2 separate regions of the Danio rerio genome follow, and region 1 is linked to region 2. A link is a contact called in public Hi-C data. All regions are on one chromosome and are shown on one strand. The core of a region is the stretch at or near the end of the contact, and the rest is flanking DNA. Distances in the headings are between cores, read along the strand shown.

Region 1 (5,906 bases), core at 1,068-3,567, 290 kb before region 2:
ATTTTAGTAAGAAATTTTTTTTTTCACACATCTGTACACTATATTGTAATTCTAGCAAGTAATATCAAGTTGCAAAAGAGCAATAAAATAATGTACTGTATAAGGGGGGGAAATGGTGAACATGGAGGAAATTGTTGAGATTACTTTCAAATACTCTGTGGAAGCCAATTTCTATTTTCTTTTAGAAATTCTTGTTAATAATAATAATACTAATAATAATAATAATAAGGGCGACACAGTGGCGCAGTAGGGTAGCTCTGTCACCTCACAGCAAGATGGTCGCTGGTTTGGGTCAGTTGGCATTTCTGTGTAGATTTTGTATGTTCTCCGGTTTCCCCCACAAGTCCAAAGACATGCGCTATAGATTAATTGAATAAGCTATATTGGCCCTAGTGTGTGAGTGTGAATGCAAGAGTGTATGAGTGTTTCCCAGTGCTGGGTTGCAGCTGGAAGGGCATCCGCTGCGTAAAACACGTGCTGGATAAGTTGGCGGTTCATACGCTGTAGCAACCCCTGATTAATAAAGAGACTCAGCAAAGAAAAGAAAAAAAATAATAATTATAATATAAATATAAATAAATATCTAAACATCTGCTGTTCAAACATTAAATAAGCTTTAGGATTTATCATAATATCCAGGTAAATTTTCTAAATGGTAGTAACAATGTAGTAACACTAGGAGAGTGATGCTCAGTCAAATGCAGCTGAACTTAACCATAAATATACTGTTTTGGTTTATTTCCTTAAAAAAACCAGCAGAAACAACTCTGGCAACTACAGCGCGCTGAAATCTTCCTCCATATGTTCAGAAAATTTTAAACAAAAACTTACAAAAATAAATTTACTTTCTAATATCAAGACAAAGACTTCTGAAAGGTAGTAATAAAAATGAACCTTAAAAGAATGCTAAACCAGTTTATTATTAAAGATTCCTCCATCTCTTTGTGTACATGTAAAAGCACTTCATTCAATTCACTCACACCTAAATGAGACACCCAGACTTATCATGATTAGGCATGAGCAGGTATAAGTTTCAGACAGCGTAATAACCTTGGATAAAAAATATTTTAAAAATATCAAAAATAATGATCAAAAAAGCAATGTGCATTATTATAACTCATACATCTACAGCTATGAAAAAAAATTAAGACATCACCTTTAAATTCTTATGTTCTGGATGTTCATTCATTTATTCATTTTCGGTTTAGTCCCTATTTTTCAACCCATCACTGGGAATCACACACTCATTCACACACAATACTGTAGTGTACACTATATGGACAATTTAGCTCACCCAATTCACCTGTACCATATGTTTTTAGACTTGTTAGGAAAATCAAAGTAACCTGAGGAAACCCATGTGAACACAGGGAGAACATGCAAACTCCACACAGAAATAACTCAATCGGGGCTCAAACCAACAACCTTCTTGCTGTGAGGCAATTGTGCTAACCACTGAGCCACCTTGACGCCCTTAAGATATCTACAGCTATAGAAAAAAATAAGACACCACCTTAATATTTTTGGTTTTGGATGTATTAGTTTAAAATGTTTTATTCTGTTAAGGGAGCATCATTTTTCATACCCAATTTCATTTGTAATTTAGAGAAAAATAATTGGTTAGAATAACAAAACCAAAATATCAGGCTAATTCCACCAAATATGGAGTTCTTAACTCTTCTTATCTCATATTACTATTGTTTTGTCTAAAAATGTATATATTTTATAGAAGTCTAAATCTAAGGCACCATAATTTTCCTCAGTTGAAAGAAAATAACAAAAACAAAATCAATGTCTCTCATGTACTTCAGCATGTGCACACAGTAAAGGAAAATGATGTTTTATCTTTAGTGATACTAGTTGATCATACAAAACCTCCCCAAAGACTTTGTTCTTTAGCAAAGCCTGACTTTTAATGAAGAGTGGTAGACCACTGTTTAGAGACGAGCGATGACAACTGATGGTGCCTGGGATCAAACACCTGATCAAAACATGACATCGAACGTCAGATCCAACAGAGCCGATCACGTGTGTTTAGAACAATGTACAGAACTTCCAATTGATCAGCCATTCTGATGAGATGAAATGTTCTCATCAAAGCTGGAACACCTAATGGGGAAATCACAGTCCCGGTACAAACAGCAGCATTATCTCCAGGGCATCCGCACGCATTTTTTTGTCCACAACTGAGAGCCAGCATCTCAGCCAAGTGTGCGGGTTCGTGTGGGGGTCTGACCCGCACTACCACCCACCCGAGTGTCACGTTTGACGCCTGTGGTAGGATCCATCATGTGGTTGGCAGGCTGGCTGATAAACAGGCCTGTCCCATGGGAACACGCTTGTATGTGTGTGCAGGCTCTCCAACAGCTGAAGAGTGGTGGAGCTTGCAGATGTGAATCTGGAAGCGACAGAAGGTATCGGCGTACACATGTTTGTTTTTCCACCTCTCCTGGAGGAAAAAGGAGGCCCTTGATCTAGCGCTGAGCAAAACAGTTAGCTTTTGTTTCAAGAGATGAAAACCAGTGTCGCTGCGAGGAGGGGCCAGAAAATGAAAGAAAGACAAAAAGGTGGGGGTCGCTTGAAGTCCGGAAACTGGACGAAGAGTCTGGGTGGTCACTTGCAGACGGCCGTGACCCTTGACCTGGTGCGCACATGATCAAGAGAGTCTCTCTAAAACACCATCACACAAACTGAAGATATCACAAAAGACAGCGGATCACATGTAGCGAAGGGTCTCTCACCTTGTTCATTGATTTCTGGCTTTATCCCTAGTTTCTGTTTGTGTCCACTAGACTAAGTGACTTCTGAGAGTAAGACTGAAATAAATATATAAGCCTTCCAGGGTGTACAGGAGACCCCTGCTGACCATGCAGCACAGGTGGTCTGCTAGCAGCGGAATGATTGAATTATAAAATGGTTTTGATTTCCATATTTAGAATGGCCTGAACATACATAAAAGCCTATAAAATGTACATTAGTGAAGATTTCTCTATGCTACACGAACTGCGTTTGGACTATATCACAGATGCCAGAATGAAATGAACTGACAACATTAAAACCTTTATTTATTAATCAATATTAATGTAACTTTATAATTCAAATGAACATGACTTCATCATTAAAAAATTATAATATAACATTGGTTTGTTCTCTCTGCCTTTCTCTCTTTATGCATAAGTTATCAGTATAACCATTGATATAAATGTTACACAAAAATGGTTTGTAATGACCTCAGTTTTGAAATGCTTGTTTGGTGCATTTTTGCTGCAGCAGGGGGAAAAACGAAAAAAAAAAAAACAAAACATAGAATTACTTTTTCTTTTTTCTTTTTTTTTTTTAATTCTTAAACAGGTTTGCATTTTGTAGCTCTGTTTTTAATTAAATTCAATTATAATTGCTATTTTCTTGTTTAACTTAATCAAAAACCTCTCCAAGCTATTGTTGTAAAACTAAATAAAGCAAGTCATTGAACATCACTGTAATATTAAAGGCTACAATTAGCAACAGAGCCCAAACTATTTAATTAAACTGAAATTTAAGATATAGTTCTTGACTACTATTTATTAAAACATGTAAACTACACCTATTATACAATTATGTTTCTATTCAAATGCTCTGTTAACCTCCTAGGGCTTAGTGTCCACATATGTGGACAGCACATTCATCTCTTAAAGTGGCTATTTAAAATACTTTGAATGTTTTATATGTTGTTACAGACATACAGTGTCATCCTGCAACTGTTTTGCAGCATATGAAATGTCCCAAACACTATTTTGAACTGTCCAAGATGGGGAAAAAAGTTTTGCTCTCTGATAGTCAAAACATGTTGAAAAAAATTTATGTTAATTATGCATTAAAAACAATCAGCAAAAAGTGTTTTATGTAAATTCAAACCACGAGTCCACATATATGGACATCATTTTTCTCTAAAAGGTCATCATATCAAAAGATGAATTAGGGTATCTCTAACAGGTAAACATTATATTAAATATCTAGCCTAATATAGCACTAATATGTCATTTAGAGTAATACTCTTCTCTCATTTGTTAAGCAAATAAATGCAGCTTTGTGTGACACTGTTGGAAAGCTGTTTTACTGATGCTTTTGGCAGATGAAATATACATTGTGTGATTGCATACAGTTATCATGGAAAACATCAAATTTATTTCGTCCTTTAATTAGTAGAAGAAAGAAAGAGAAGCAATTATTACACTCACACAGTATATAAAAATTACTTCTCATTTGCAGGGCTTCACTCATCGATCATTGTAAAGCTACTATGCTAACTGTGCTATTCATATATACACTATATCTGTTATGATATAAAGTCATTTATTCAACATTATGTTTAATATTTCTTCTTTGAATTACAATGAAGAATCAGCAATGCTTTGACTCATTTACCACAATAGCAATTAGCTGATAATTTCACTTCATAATACTTGATTGACTCACTCTGCTGACCTCACAGAATTAGACACAAGTTAAAGATACTGTATGTTGGAACTTTCTCAAACTGTCTAATAATTTAGCAGTGAATCATAAATACTGATTACATAAACCACATCACCCAGTCACCATTTTAACACGGGGAGAACATGGAAACTCCACACAGAAACATCAACTGACCCAGTCGAGGCTCGAACCAGCGACCTTCTTGCTGTGAGGCAACAGCACTACCTACTGTGCCACCGCGTCACCTGATAAAACAAAAATGTTAATTTATTTTATCGATATCCAGAAGTTATGATGAATTGGGGAACATCATTTAACAAATTAAATAACAACAAATATGAATAATTAGCAAACACTGTAGCATTGTAAGCACTAAATCTAAACGTTTCATATTAGTGAAAGTGCTTATGCTCACAATGGCTGCATTTATTTATTCAAAAATGCATTAATATTAATATTGTTGAGAACAAAACTGTTTGCATTTAAATAAATTTTATGATGTCCTTTACGGTAAATATAAATTTTCAGCATCATTGTGAAAAAAAAATATGCCAAAAACTCAAGACAACAATTTATTATGTTGCTTTAACTTATTTTAATACGTTAATTTGGTATCAATTAAATGTACTTTATATTATACAAAGTTTAACTTATTATTTTAGTCAGTTTGATTAAGTTAAGATTACTAGAAAAGTTAATTTGATACAACTAATAAAAAGCAAGCAAGAATTATTTACAATGTACGAATGTCTCTGTCAGGAGATTCTGAATGCAATCTATGACTACACTCTAAAAATGCTGGACTTCACATTAGGACTGGGCGAATTGGCCTAAAATAGAAATCACGATTATTTGAACATTTCAACTTGATTACGATTAATGATTGCTTATTTTATATATTTATTTAATTTTTTTGCCCTCATAGTCCACTGACAGGTTTTGTACAGTAAATATGTTCACATATTACAAGTGAGAAATTTCTGAATGAAGGGTGCATTACTTGATTTTAAAATAATTAAAGGAAACACACACTATCTATCTACTATCTATGATTATTTATTGAACATCAGCATTGAACAACTGAAATTAAAACATACATTGCCTGAAACCAACAGTCACTTTTTTCTTATAAAAAATGAAAATAAATAACTTGCAGGTGTAGTTACATTTTTTGAGAGGTGCGCGTGGTATGCGACCACACAAAGGCTGTGCCGGACAACACCTTCGCATTCGACGCAAAAGTTTAAATCGGCCTTAACAGAGTAGGGTCATGTGACACCACATGCGGTAGGTGTCTAGTGAGAAATTAGTGTTATTAGTGAGAAATTTACCTGAAAAAATTGTAGATCGATTATTGGTCCTGAATGTTGATTTCGATTACTTTTCGATTAATTGCCCAGCCCTATTCCACAATATTCCTTCATGTTGTCCCAACACAAATCAATTAAGTT
Region 2 (6,063 bases), core at 113-2,612:
ATAAATCCAATTGTGATTTAGTTTTTTTTATTTCTCCCCCAGTCAAAAATATAATCACCTACGACGAAAGCAAGCACATACATTGATATATTTTTGGTTCTATTTATTATTAATTATGCTACACACCAAAACTAAAAAGTTTTCAGTTCTCAAACTTTACCCCATATAAAAATAGTACAGCCAATGGCATTTGTTTAGTTTGGTTGTATTTTTATAAAAGGAAACAGAAAAAAATGAAGCAAAAATTTCTAAGTTTTATTTCAATTAATACTACACCTAAAATGCCAAAAAAAAAAAAAAGAGAAATATGTAAAAACCTTGCTCAAAGCAAGCTTGTCGTAGCGTTTATCAAAGATGCAGTGGTTAAAGCAGTCGAACAAGAAGTCCCTTTTCTGACCAAGGCTGTATCCTGTATTTTCCAATTATCACCTTTTAAAGGCCAGCTGGGTGCATTCCAAACCATCAGGGGGCAATTCCATTTGCATTGCTCTGAGACAAAGTCATGCTCAAGTACGCTCGTAGTAAAGTTCATTACGAGTGGAGAGACACCATCATTGCTTTCATTATTTTGGGAACAGGTTTCCTCATTTTCTGATCCCAGGCCTACGTTATTGATCCAATCTTTCGCGCTCTCTCAGCTATGACACCAATCAGAACCTGCACAAAATCAGAGCACTCAACACAAGCCACAGGGAAATACACTTCATTACAGAGGAGAAAATTGTCAGTAAGTATCAACTGGGCAGTATGTTTTTATCTTCATTTTAGTTTTCCTCTGACCTTTATTCTTTATCATCTCAATAATAGCCTGTCCGCTCTATATTAGTGATTATATTTGTATTATGTACACAGATTGGTACTTTTATATCATAATATCATTATAGTTTTGCAGTCAAACTCCATTCTTTTTTTTATTCTAGGTACGCTTCAATGTTCTTCCACAAATGTAGCATCCATTATTAAAATAAAACACATTTTCAAATTGAGATGAACCCATGTTCACTTTGCACCAAATAAAGGTGCTGGGCTAAAGTAAACTTGTCTGGAATTCTGGGTGTTTTCACAGCCTATACTCCAGTGCTGTGTCTAACAGGGAAAGACGAGTTAAAAGGGACACAAAAACGGCATCACGACCACACTAGGTTGACATTATGGTAGATCAAACATGGTGTAACAAGAAAAAGAAGTGAACAATGGGCACCCGTTCACACTGGTGGAGATATATCTAAATCAGGAAGCTACTGTGTGAATGGAGGTGGGAGAATGGGGGGGACGAAATACAAAGGCCCGGGTTGAGCTTTTGCAGTGTCGTGGCCCCTGATCTGTCCAGACAGAGAAATGGGGGCGAGGTGTGAAGGAGGAGAGAGACGAGGGCCTCTGGGACAAGCACCCACCGCCACACCAGCAGCCCCTTAATGTGCTGTGTCTAATGCGCCTATTTAGGTTTTGGGGTGCAACAGTGCACAGACTCAGGTTTTTGGGCGGCCTCAGGGCGCAGAGCACGGCTATCACCTATGCCAACAGCTGGGGCCCAGGAGGGTAAACAAAGGCCTGTAGGAAGTAGCGCATGGCTGCAGCCGGGTCTAAAAGGCATGGCAATGTGTATGAGAGATGGCCTAAGTTACAGCAGGATGAAATGTATATCCAATGCCTTAAAAAGCAGTTGCAAAAAACGAAACAAAAGGAGAACCAGAAATTCAACAGAATCAAAAAGAGATGCCGCAACAGGTTTTTCCAGTAATTGTGAGCACAAACAGTCCATTCCAAACACAAGAAAGACCCCCAAATGTTTTGCTCCATTTCATATTTAGTGTCCAGTTGCCTTAATTTGCAATCTTATGATGGGCTCATTGTCAAACGGACAGATCAAAGCCGTGCCAACTGGACAAAGGGGGGTTTGTGGGGACAAGCCAGCACCGGAATTAAAGGGAAAATGCCTCAAAAGGCTGTTCCTCTAAAGGCTTTGGTGCCATTCCCAGGTCGTCACTTTCAAATGACCTGGTCTGTAATTCACACGTCTTCATAATCATGGCCCTTCGTGTCGACTGAATACAAATCCACTCGGATCAGACAAATAAAAGGGCTTTGCTTTTTTTAAAAGGCCGGTCGTGCCATCACCAATTTCAGCCTATCTGTTTGTTGGGCTGTTCGGGAAGGTTAAACCGTTTAGAGGACCTTTTCAGCTAAACAAGCCATTCACCTTCAACCCTTTCAAACAGGAGCATAAAAAATGCCATGGGCAAATTCACAAGGCAGTTTTTCTTTGTTCGGAAGTAACCCACAAACAAAGATATTGTGTCAGAATCTCTTCAAATCGCTACAAATACAACAAACAAAACCAGTCATGAATTTGAAAAAAGGGTTTAAATGCAGCAAAAGTGTCGAAAATATATCGAGACACCTTCACCTGTTAGCGCATTTAGCAGCTGGGGCAAATTCTGATAAAGAATGCTCTACTGGGGACATTTACAAAGGTGTTAAAATAATTCACTTTGTGTTCTCACGGAAGCAAAATCAGAGAATAATTAGCCTAGTTGTTTGTTGGCACATCAGCTATTAGGTGATAATTAGTTCAGAAGCAAGGCGTTTGAAAGGGCTGTTTGATCTACTTCTAGTTCTCAAATGAACCCCTACGTTCCGTGTAACAATTAAACCTTCACCAAGACACATCTCTCAAGTCACAGAGTTAAATATGTCTGATCCCCAAGCACACTGTTTAAGAGGTGAACATTTTGAGAATTTGTAACATTTACAATATAATGGATTTATGCATTGCTTTCCCCACCCAAAATAATAAAAAAAAATTACATCTAAACTCTTGATCTGCAAAGTTGACAATCGGGTATGCCATATATGGAACACATAAGGGGTCCTACAGAAAAAAGTGTGACAAAAATCACATACAGGTGTTGATTGACGGATATATCATGTGATATTCACAATTGCCCCCTACAAATATGACAGATATCTTCATCTTTACCCATGAAGACAACAAAATGTATGTTCCATGTAGTGCAAAACATTTTCTAATAAGATTTTTTTTCTCTAACAAACTTTGGATTTCTTTTACGACGGATGTCAAGCCATATGGCCACAGCCATATCACCCTGCAGCTCAAGACCTACTTAGTTACTCACTGAAGCTATGCAGGGCTGAGCCTAGTCACTACCTGGATGGGAGACCACATGGGAAAACTAGGTTGCTGTTGGAAGTGGTGTTAGTGAGGCCAGCAGGGTACGCTTAACCTGCGGTCTGTGTGGGTCATAATGCCCCAGTAAAGTGAAGTGGACACTACTCACAGTGGGCATCGTCTTTCGGATGAGACATTAAACAGGTCCTGACTCTCTGTAGTCATAAAAACCCATGGCACTTCTTGTAAAGAGTAGGTGTGTAACCCTGGTGTCCTCGCCAAATTCCTTCCATCGCTCCTTACCGATCATGGCCTCCTAATCATCCCCATCCACTGAATTGGCTCTATCACTGTCTCACCACTTCACCTATAGCTGATGTATGGTACGTGCTCTGGCGCCATTGTCCTGTGGCTGCTTTCGCATCATCCAAGTGGATGCTGCACACTGATGGTGGTGTGAAGAGACCCCCCTATGGTTGTGAAGTGCTTTAGGTGTATGGCCATTCAAGATAAATCCGCTGTATAAATACATGTTTATTACTCACTCATTACGAGCACAAAAATTCGGAGCAAAAACATTTTGGGACAAATGTAACATCATACTACCCTTCTAAATATAGGGTGTTTTACCATTGTATGATATAAACACCCATATTTAGAGTTCAACCATTGTAAAAAAAAACAAATAAATAAAAAAAATTTAAAAGTTGCCAAGGACTTCTTTTATCACACCCTTGTGTGCCAGAAACACATTAGCACAATGAACAGCATTTCATCAACAGGCACTTATCAAAGAGTTAGCGTACATTAACTACAGTGTACTGTGGGTGCTACTTAAAAAGCTATTAGTGAACAACACCGCTACATTCCCATTGACAACCTGTTTGTGCTTTAATGTCCTTTCCTAAACACCTTAAATGCATCAGGCTTCCCTGCTATTTAAAGCAACGTATGACATGATAACACGGTTCAAAAAAAGTGCAGCCAACAATTCCTGTCCTCTTCTCGGCCTACGCCACCAAACGGTTAGGGAAAAGATTCAACCGAGAACAAGGTCTAAAGAAAAAAAACAAAAAAAAAAACAAAGCTTATACGTCATGGTCACACCTCATCCCAGGGGTCAGCCTCAGGCCAGACTGTGTTACAGTGCCACACGCGATACTGTATCGCAGCTTTCTCAGCACCTTAACAACACGATGATCCCGTGATTAAGACTGACATGAGCTAAGCCCTGCCTGACACAGTCATTGCGCCGTTACCATGACACCTCCATGCTGACACCAGCTGCGTGCAACGGGAAACAGGTCTCCAGTCGTTTTAGCAACGTAAACATGCGGTCGAGAGAAAGCAGGCTGCTTACTATGGAGATTTGATTAACTCAGAATGGCATGCAAGAGTAACCAGTCACTCAGTGCCAATGAAGACTAAAAGAAATCTTGAGGGTTAAGCTCAATTATCAGCATTTGTGTCATTAAGCTCATACCACAAAAATAAATACAACTTTTTAGTCTATTTTACTTACATTTGTTCTTTTTATAAAGAGCAAATCTGGGACACAGACACTAGGTGAAATTAATGGTATCCTTTTTGAAGATGTTTTAATAGTACACTCACTAAACATACAATATGAGTGTAGACAAGACGAACTAACAAAAACCTAAGAAAGATTGTCGAAGTCCTTGGTCACAATTGTTGAAGTTAAGTTACATGCCAACTGATTCTCACTTGATTATAAGTAGACTGTTAGGTTGTGGTTAGGGTTAGTGTAAGTCGACATGCTTCTTATCGTCAGTAAAATGTCTGTTGAAGGAGCCGTATCAACAGATATTAAGTAGACAGTCTACTAATACTCAAATGTACCATCAAAATAAAGTGTTTCCAAGTTCTTTAAACAGCTTTAGAGACTTAAAAGTTTCACAGAATAATGTAAGCATTTTTTTAAAAATATTTTGATATTTCAGTTATTTTAAAAAGTTGAGTTCAACAAGTTTTACAATGTGACCTCGACTTTTATTTTCATGTTGTAATTATCCAATTTGGCATGCTGCTAAGATTCTAACGGTATGATAACCCTGGATAAAAATATCATGGTTTTACAGTATTGTGTTTACTGCTCTAAAATATGTTCTTTTTAAATGTCTGGGTAAAAAACAAAAACTTTTCCCCCCTGTGAACACAATACATTTTATTTTGAGAAACTTTTAAAATATTTTGAAGCAGTAAACATGTCAGGCAAAATAATTCAAATGAATCTGCTGTCTTCATTAGTTTTAAAAACACAGACTTCTTCAAGATTTAAAACGGCATCTTTGGATATTTTTTCTGGAGATACTGTTGCCCTAAAAATCAAACAAACAAAAAACATAAATAAAAAAAATCGTACATATACCATAGCAATGGTAGAGTAGAAAACTTTAATGGTTTTAAAACCTTGACTTTTCAAAACCATGGTATACCTTGAAAATGGTCCCATGCCTTGCACCAATAATGCAACTTTTGCCTGACACAAATAATTAAATATATTAGAAATAGATTAGATTAAATATATAAAATTCTGATGTCCTCTCTGTATTCATGCCCTCAAAAAATGACGCTTGCTATTTGTTCAATCTACTTTAAAATGAGCTGAAACACAATTCTTGAGTTTTTTGGGAAATTATTTTCTGTTTAATCAGCTTAAATTTGTTAAAAATAATAAGTCAACTTAATTCCTTCATGTTGTCCCAAATCGATTGTGTGAAAGGTATCATTTTTACAGTGTGGTGAAAAACTCCCACGCTGTCAAAACTCTTCTTATGTGTGTGCAATATGATATAATGTGGAAATCACAAAACAAAGCTGTTTTGTCCAGACACATTTGAAGGATATAATCCATGATTAGACTTTTTAAAATGACATTGTATGCCAGTGTATTAAACCCTGATTATTCATTT

What was found. Hi-C and Micro-C count contacts between places; a contact is called where the count stands out from the background.
Region 1: a Hi-C map of an unstated tissue shows a contact between it and region 2, with 4 times the contacts expected there. The contact joins two enhancer-like sites. A contact is called at or near these places in 5 of 18 Hi-C or Micro-C datasets (caudal fin, embryo, hematopoietic stem cells and 1 more) and 1 of 4 datasets of contacts at active chromatin or transcription factors (caudal fin).

The regions. Positions count from the first base shown.
Region 1 is chr9:33,155,797-33,161,702 of GRCz12tu, reverse strand. All of the region lies in intron 3 of si:ch211-168k14.2, which reads right to left. Among named protein-coding and RNA genes, the nearest start is that of tmtc4, 46 kb to the left of the region's middle. Within about 2 kb of position 2,317, at least 4 of the 62 cell types and tissues checked have an H3K27ac peak or open chromatin away from gene starts, as enhancers often do.
Region 2 is chr9:32,864,195-32,870,257 of GRCz12tu, reverse strand. All of the region lies in intron 1 of clybl (citrate lyase beta like), which reads right to left. Among named protein-coding and RNA genes, the nearest start is that of clybl, 20 kb to the right of the region's middle. Within about 2 kb of position 1,362, at least 7 of the 62 cell types and tissues checked have an H3K27ac peak or open chromatin away from gene starts, as enhancers often do.